2 separate regions of the Sus scrofa genome follow, and region 1 is linked to region 2. The links are chromatin contacts, called in public HiChIP or PLAC-seq maps. All regions are on one chromosome and are shown on one strand. The core of a region is the stretch at or near the end of the contact, and the rest is flanking DNA. Distances in the headings are between cores, read along the strand shown. Region 1 overlaps IRS2 (insulin receptor substrate 2). Region 2 has its middle 230 kb from the start of IRS2.

Evidence for each region. HiChIP or PLAC-seq counts read pairs in DNA pulled down with a chosen protein or histone mark.
Region 1: an H3K27ac HiChIP or PLAC-seq map of alveolar macrophages shows a contact between it and region 2. The contact joins two enhancer-like sites. A contact is called at or near these places in 1 of 47 Hi-C or Micro-C datasets (liver) and 1 of 2 datasets of contacts at active chromatin or transcription factors (alveolar macrophages).

What each region holds. Positions count from the first base shown.
Region 1 is chr11:76,635,534-76,639,006 of Sscrofa11.1, reverse strand. All of the region lies in intron 2 of IRS2 (insulin receptor substrate 2), which reads left to right. Among named protein-coding and RNA genes, the nearest start is that of IRS2, 17 kb to the left of the region's middle. Within about 2 kb of position 1,751, at least 4 of the 83 cell types and tissues checked have an H3K27ac peak or open chromatin away from gene starts, as enhancers often do. A contact at or near this core is called in alveolar macrophages, where this site is marked.
Region 2 is chr11:76,418,996-76,422,245 of Sscrofa11.1, reverse strand. No RefSeq gene overlaps it. Among named protein-coding and RNA genes, the nearest start is that of IRS2, 230 kb to the left of the region's middle. Within about 2 kb of position 1,420, at least 1 of the 83 cell types and tissues checked has an H3K27ac peak or open chromatin away from gene starts, as enhancers often do. A contact at or near this core is called in alveolar macrophages, where this site is marked.

The DNA.
Region 1 (3,473 bases), core at 502-3,001, 220 kb before region 2:
CTTCCAAGCTAAAAAAAAAAAAAAAAACCCCAAACAAAAAAACCACGCGCATGTCAAATAAACAAAAAACCAACCAACCAACCAACAAGAAAAGGACTGAATCTTGAAACCTAGGAAGTAGCTGTAATGTTGACATGTGTCAGAGCATGAGGCAGTGGGAACAAGTGCTCCAAAGATAAAGCCGGGAGAGAGAGGCGACAAGTCCTGTAGATGTTTAGGGGAGAACCCGCGTGGACAAAGGAATGGCTGGCTGGCCATGCAAAGGTCCTGGGGCAGGAGGTTGCTGGCGTATTCTGGAAACAGGAGACCCGCGTTGTTGACTGGAGGGCGGTGGTGAGTGATGGAGGAATGAACGGTGCCCATGGTGCGTTGAGCCTGCTCAGCCGTGCTGCAGACTGTGTTCGTATTTAAGAGAAGAAAAAGACCGTTTCTTTGGAGCATCACATGCAGTGTTGAAATATTTCATGTGATTTTGCCATAGTGTCTTTTTTTACTTCGTGAGATATATGTCAGCTCTTGACTGTCTCAAAAATAATGTAGAAGCAGTGAAGAGACTTACAAGCTTCCTTGGGGGGGGGGTGGCAGTGCCGAGATGTCACTGAGGTGGGGACAGCAGTAGGACATTGTCATAGCAAAGGCAGCGGCGTCAGAGCACACGTGCTCATCGTAGTTACGTTCTCAGCACACCGACTCAATGGTAAAGCACCTTTTGCAATTTGAAAAACGTGTCCAGATGGTGTTTCACGCCCAGAACCTCCTTGGAGGGAAGGTTCTTGCTGCTTCCCTTCTTTTTTAAAGGGACCACCCAAGGGGGAAGGGGGCTAGCGGTGGGCCTTGTGGGGGACCCTCTGCCGGGCCGTGGGGAGCTTTGCGCGGGTCGGCTTGCTGCTGACTGCTTCTGTCCTCTCCATACCATAGCACCTGCCTTTGAAAAACTGGGTCAGTCGTGCCACCTCGCCCTCCCAGGGCTTTCTCGTGAGGAGTGCCAGAGTCAGTAATTGACTCTAGTGCAGCGAAGTGATTTCCTTCTTCTGCTGATCTGGAAGCTAAGAGACCCAATAGAAAAGCATCATCACTCTATGTATTTTAGGGAGACTGAGTCTCAACAGGGAAGCGCCGTGGCGGTGAGGTTGGAGCTAAGGGTCTAAGAATCCAGAAAAGCCAGGGCATCGTGTGTGAAAACCCCTCCCCACCCGTCAGCCCGTCTGCGAGGAAGACACACATGTGTTAAATGGACTTAATTTGACTTAATTTTTCTGAAATACGTAGAAGCGACGTCTCTTAAAGAAGGTCACATCCATGTGAACAGAGAAAAGCGGCGGTCTCGTCCGCAGGATTTACTTGATGGTATTAGCGGGGATTCCTTCCCACCGGGGATGCTCTTCCCTCTTCCAGACCGTCCGTGTCAAATTTCCGGTTTCACGGTCAAGTGTGTATTTTAGGAACCATGCTTATGCTTGTGGGTTTCTTGGTTTCTCTGGCTGTAATGTCATTTCTGGGAGTTTGGTGTGTAAGGAATTGCTGCAGGAAGTGACAGGTGGCGGGAGGCAGTGTGTATGTGTTGGGAGGCTTGTGACCAGCACACAGGGCCTTGGAGGGGACACGCAGCTGGGGGCTCTGCCTCCCCCCACCCCCCCACCGTGTCTGCCACCCCGCCCTGCAAGCAGATGGCTCGCATAGACTCGTCAATAACTTGATTCACACGTAGTCTTGTCATATCTGTGCAAAATGTGTAACGTATGAGCCAGATGACTCCGTGTCTTGGTTACTCAGTGTTGAGGTCACTTTGCAGCCTACGCCTCATGCATGTTCCGTTCAAAACAAGGAGAAATTGTAAACTGGCCAGCCGCCCCCGAAGGAGGCTGGAGAAAGACGTTATTTTATATGAACTCCTCTGTACCGAGTGCCACAAAATCGTAACGCTGCTGAGGGTGACAAGGGTCGGGGGGAGGCGCGGGGGGAACGTCTGTCTGCGAGATGCTCTCCTGGGGGTGGCCTGTGCGTGAAGTGCCAGGCGTCATTGTCACCTGCTCAGCCTGGACTTGGTCCTCATGGGGATTCGGGGTTACTAGAAGGGTGATGAGGGAGCCCGTCTTCTTCGGTTCATCTTCGAATCTTGAGAAGAGGCTGGGCGTGGGTTCGAGTGACCCGCACTCGGAGCCCACCCTCCTTTTAACATAAGAAGTGTTGTCTTCACACCGAATTACTCCTCCCCCAACCTGCCGAGGTTTGGGGAGCTGTCTTTAGGGGGCGGGCTCTTTTGTCCCCGCACTGTGCCTTCTCGCGAAGGGTGAGATGCGTTTGTGATCCTGGGGGTCTCAGTGGTGTCCCCTGTGGGTCGCTGGCTGGGCAGGACTGGGTGCCCCCCGCATCCACCTGCATGAAGCCCTCCCCACCGGGAGGCAGCAGCCGTCCCCCCTCCCTGCTCTGGGTCTGACCCCTGGAGGCCCCTGGACCCTCAAGGAGGGGCCCCTGGGCTGTGTTCCCTCCCAGCAGATGGGCTTGTGCTGAAGTCTAGTCCCCGGTTCGCTGCTGCCAAGGCCGCCCAAGTTCTCTTCTGCAGGCTGACCCAGCTGAGACTCAGGATTTGAGCGATAGAAAGACATTTTGGTGTTTGGGCTGAACCAGGGTACCCTCCCCTGGCTGCCTGCAAGGACTGGAGGTGGAAGGTGAAGCTGAGCCAGGGCATCTGCAGACTCGGGCCCAGAGCCTGGCGCCTGTCCGGCCCCCTGCCCTGGGAGGGCACGGCCATCAGCTGGGACTGTCTTACTTTCTGTTATTTCGTTAGTAAATGAACTTGATAAAGATGGTCTTAGCCCTTTCCGCTTTTCATTTCTGAAATTTCAATCAGTGGTGTTTCATTTGGCTGCAAATCACTCTCACTGGAGAATTTTAAATGTCCCTCCAGGAGTTCCCGTTGTGGCTCAGTGGGTTAAGAACCTGCCGAGCATCCATGAGGATGCAGGTTCCATCCGTAGCCTCGCTCAGTGGGTTAAGCATCTGGTGTGGCTGAGGCTGTCGTGTAGGCCAGCAGCTGCAGCTCTGATTAGACTCCCGAAGGACTCCAGGACCTTTCCTTATGCCGTGGGTGTCGCCCTAAAAAGAAAAAAAATGTCCCTCTATACTTTGGGGCACTGCTGTGTGTGACCCCAAAAGATCAGGGCTCCTGTGCCCGCCCCATGGGCCAGGGCTCGGCCAGCAGACGGCATTGGATCGCAGGGTGGGTGAGAAGGGAGGGACGTGGGTGTCCTGGTGCTGGGGATGCAGACACACGCGTGGCCTGGGCACGCTCTGTGCGGCTCTGTGCGGCTCCTGAGAACTGTGAGCTTTAAATGGCCCAGAATTAGCCCCAGAACAATTCGGCTTCTGTTCTGCTCTGTCCAATGAAAACAAGTTTATTCACTTTTTCCGGGAGCTGTTTGCCCTCGTGTTTGTGCAGCCAGGGCTTGTTTATTCGCTGCTTGAAGTTGCGG
Region 2 (3,250 bases), core at 171-2,670:
GGCAGCTATAGCTCTGACTTGACCCCTAACCTGGGACCCTGGGAACTACCATATTCCCCAAGTGCAGCCCTAAAGAAGAAAAATTAAAAAAAAAAAAAAGAGAGAGAGAGAGAGAGAGCTTGCCAAAGGAAGGAAAATGTGCCACGGCCTCCAATTTCCTCCTTCTGGAACAGGAATGACCCATAACTAGCATCATTGTAAAATTCATATTCATTTATTCCTAGCTCTGCAGCTAACATTGAACTTTAAGTTGAACACGTTGCCTGCCATTAGGTAAACTAATTACTGTGGTTCTTAGACTCAGTTAAAAATACTTTTAAATTTTACTCCACTGTGACTTGCTACAGTTCCAGAAGTGGGGGGAAAGGGTATTAACACATGGCAAAAAAAGGAAAATGCTAGGCTCCAAACCTCGCAGCCTTATGCGCAGATACCACAGTCACCACCCGTGTACCTTCACCACTGCATACGGAGTGCCTTTCCCCATTTGCTGCGTGTGACCGAGAGAAATGAGCAACAGTGGGGAGGCAGATTTAAAACTAAAAGAACCACAAGAAGTGGAATCGGCTCTAGAAGAAAAAATAAAGCCGAAGGGAGAGAGTGTGAGTATCAGAGAAGTTGAGAACTCTTTATCTCTTTATCTGAGCAAAGAGCCAGTGGGAGTCAATTTTAGGAAGTAGACGGAAAGACAGGAGCAGGACTGTACGTTTGAAAAGAAAAGCCCTACCGGAGTTCCCGTCGTGGCGCAGTGGTTGACGAATCCGACTAGGAACCATGAGGTTGCGGGTTCGGTCCCTGGCCTTGCTCAGTGGGTTAAGGATCCGGTGTTGCCGTGAGCTGTGGTGTAGGTTGCAGACGCGGCTCGGATCCCACGTTGCTGTGGCTGTGGTGTAGGCCGGCAGCTACAGCTCCGATTGGACCCCCAGCCTGGGAACCTCCATATGTCACGGGAGTGGCCCAAGAAATGGCAAAAAGACCAAAAATAAAAGTAAAACCATACCTTGTTGCAGGTTTCACACACACACCAAATAGAAAGCATTTACTCTGATTACAAATATGTAAAACATGATTGGTTAGTTTGGGATTGGGAGCTATTGTTACTCTATTCCTCTACCTTGCCCTGTATTAAACACACAGTGGATATGTAAGAATTCCAGAAGCATTTTTTGGACGGTATGAAGAAAGAATAAACCAGTGATGTGGGTAGGCAGCAAAACTGTCCTGCTCCCCAAAGGGGTCCGTATCCCAGGTCCCAGACCCTGGGGCTGTGCTGCGTCCACGCCCAAAGGGACTTGGCCAGTGTGACTGAGTCAGGCATCTTGCGATGAGGACAATACCCTGGGATACTGGGGGTATCCGAGTCATCACCGGCGTTCTGACGAGAGGGAGAGGGAAGCAGAAGAGGGTGAGAGGAGGAAGAGGTCAGAGAGCTGGGGCTGAGCAGGACTCGGCCGCCTTGATGAGGAAGGGAAGAGGGCCTCCAGCCGGGGAAGGCCCGCAGAAGCTGCAAAGATAACGATGTGGCTGGTCCCCTGAACCCCCCGAAGAAACACAGCCCTGCCCAGGGAGACCCTGGCAGACTTCTTACTTAGAGAACTGTTGGGTAATAACTTTGTTTTCTCTTAAGCTATCAGGTTGTTCGTAATTTGCTCCAACAGCCACAAAAAAACGAATACTGTGTCCGATAAATATTTATTGAAGCTGAACAGCAAGAACTTACAAATATATAATATATGATACATTAGATACACATGGAGAGAGAAGAATTTTAATGTGAGGGGTTCTAGTTATTACGTTTCTGAATGTCCTATATCAGAGCATGAGACAAAAAGGTAGGACTCAATTCAAGATTCAGAAAGGAGAACATTCCCCAATTATGAGACCTTGCAACCATGTTGAGGAAATTTCATGCACCAACTTCTTTGAAGCAACTCCTGGAACAGTGTTCGGGAAACACAAGATATTTGAAGGAACGTGGAATTACTGCATTTCCGCCGCCTTAACATTTCCTTGAGCTTGCATTTCGGCAGCACGTTGGCTTTCCTTAGGTAATCAGTTCCTTAAGAATCCTCACTTCCCTTTTCTGGTTTGTGACTCCTCCAACTGGGGAAGCATTTACTTTCAAGAGGTCTGAATGAGAAATAATGGTTTCCTTTAATAAAAATATCTTGCAAAATAGAAGGCTCATCTGTCCCATTAGATGTCCGATGCGATAATTAAGGGACAATACTTTTTTCCCCAAGATAATTTTTATAAATCTAATTCCAATACATGATCATTGTAATTTGATTTACCACTGAAATCTGTTCTCGTAAAGGCTTTCCTTAAGCCCCCAAGAATAGCATATCACTGAAAACCTTTAATTTTCCTCCTAGCCATAGAGGTCTACTAGCCTACAACTGGATTTGGAAAAAGAGCACAGCTCTTTCTTTCTGGAAGAAAAAAAGGGTGTTTTCCTTTATTATCCTTTAGTTTCTAAAAATAGGCTGGAATTAAATGTCATGTACCTTTGGAATTCATTTTATAAATATGCTTGGTAACTAGGAAACTCGCATTGCCATTATTTATAATCCAGGAATTCTTTCCATGGTAACTGTTATAAGGTCACAATCATGCAGCTGCAATGGAGGCTAGGAGGCTATTTAAGAATCAACCCAAAAAAGCCTGTTCACAGGAGGACGTCACCGCTGATGTCCTGGTCCCCCAGATTAATGCGGTGAGGCTTACAGATGTGAGTGGCTGGTCCCACCTCCAGTTCGGCTCCTTCTTCTCCCCACGGACCTTCTTTGGGCCGAGAAACATGACCAGGAGTTCTAGCCTCTCCTTCCAGTTCCCATCGCTCGCGAGGCAGCTCCTAGGGGGCCGGGAGCAGGCTCTGAAGGACACGTCCTTGCTGTCAACTTGGACCCAGATCCCACAGGAGGTGGAAAGTGGCTCAAGTAGCCACACAAATAACACCTTCTCCCAGATACCCTCATGACTTGCTCGTACTAATGAGAGTGCAACCACGCACCTTCAAGCCAACCGTCCTTACAGGGCCAGCATCTACCCTAACGACCCCTGATGTGGGAAGGAAGTTGAATTCAGATGCACGGTGACAACAGACAGCAGATCAGCGAGACCCAAGTGTCCAAAGATTATCCAAGAGCTTTGCTGCTGCTGCTTCTTTTTTTTTTTTTTTTTCCCCCGTCTTTTTGCCATTTCTTGGGCCGCTCCCCGGGCATATGGAGGTTCCCAGGCTAGGGGTCGA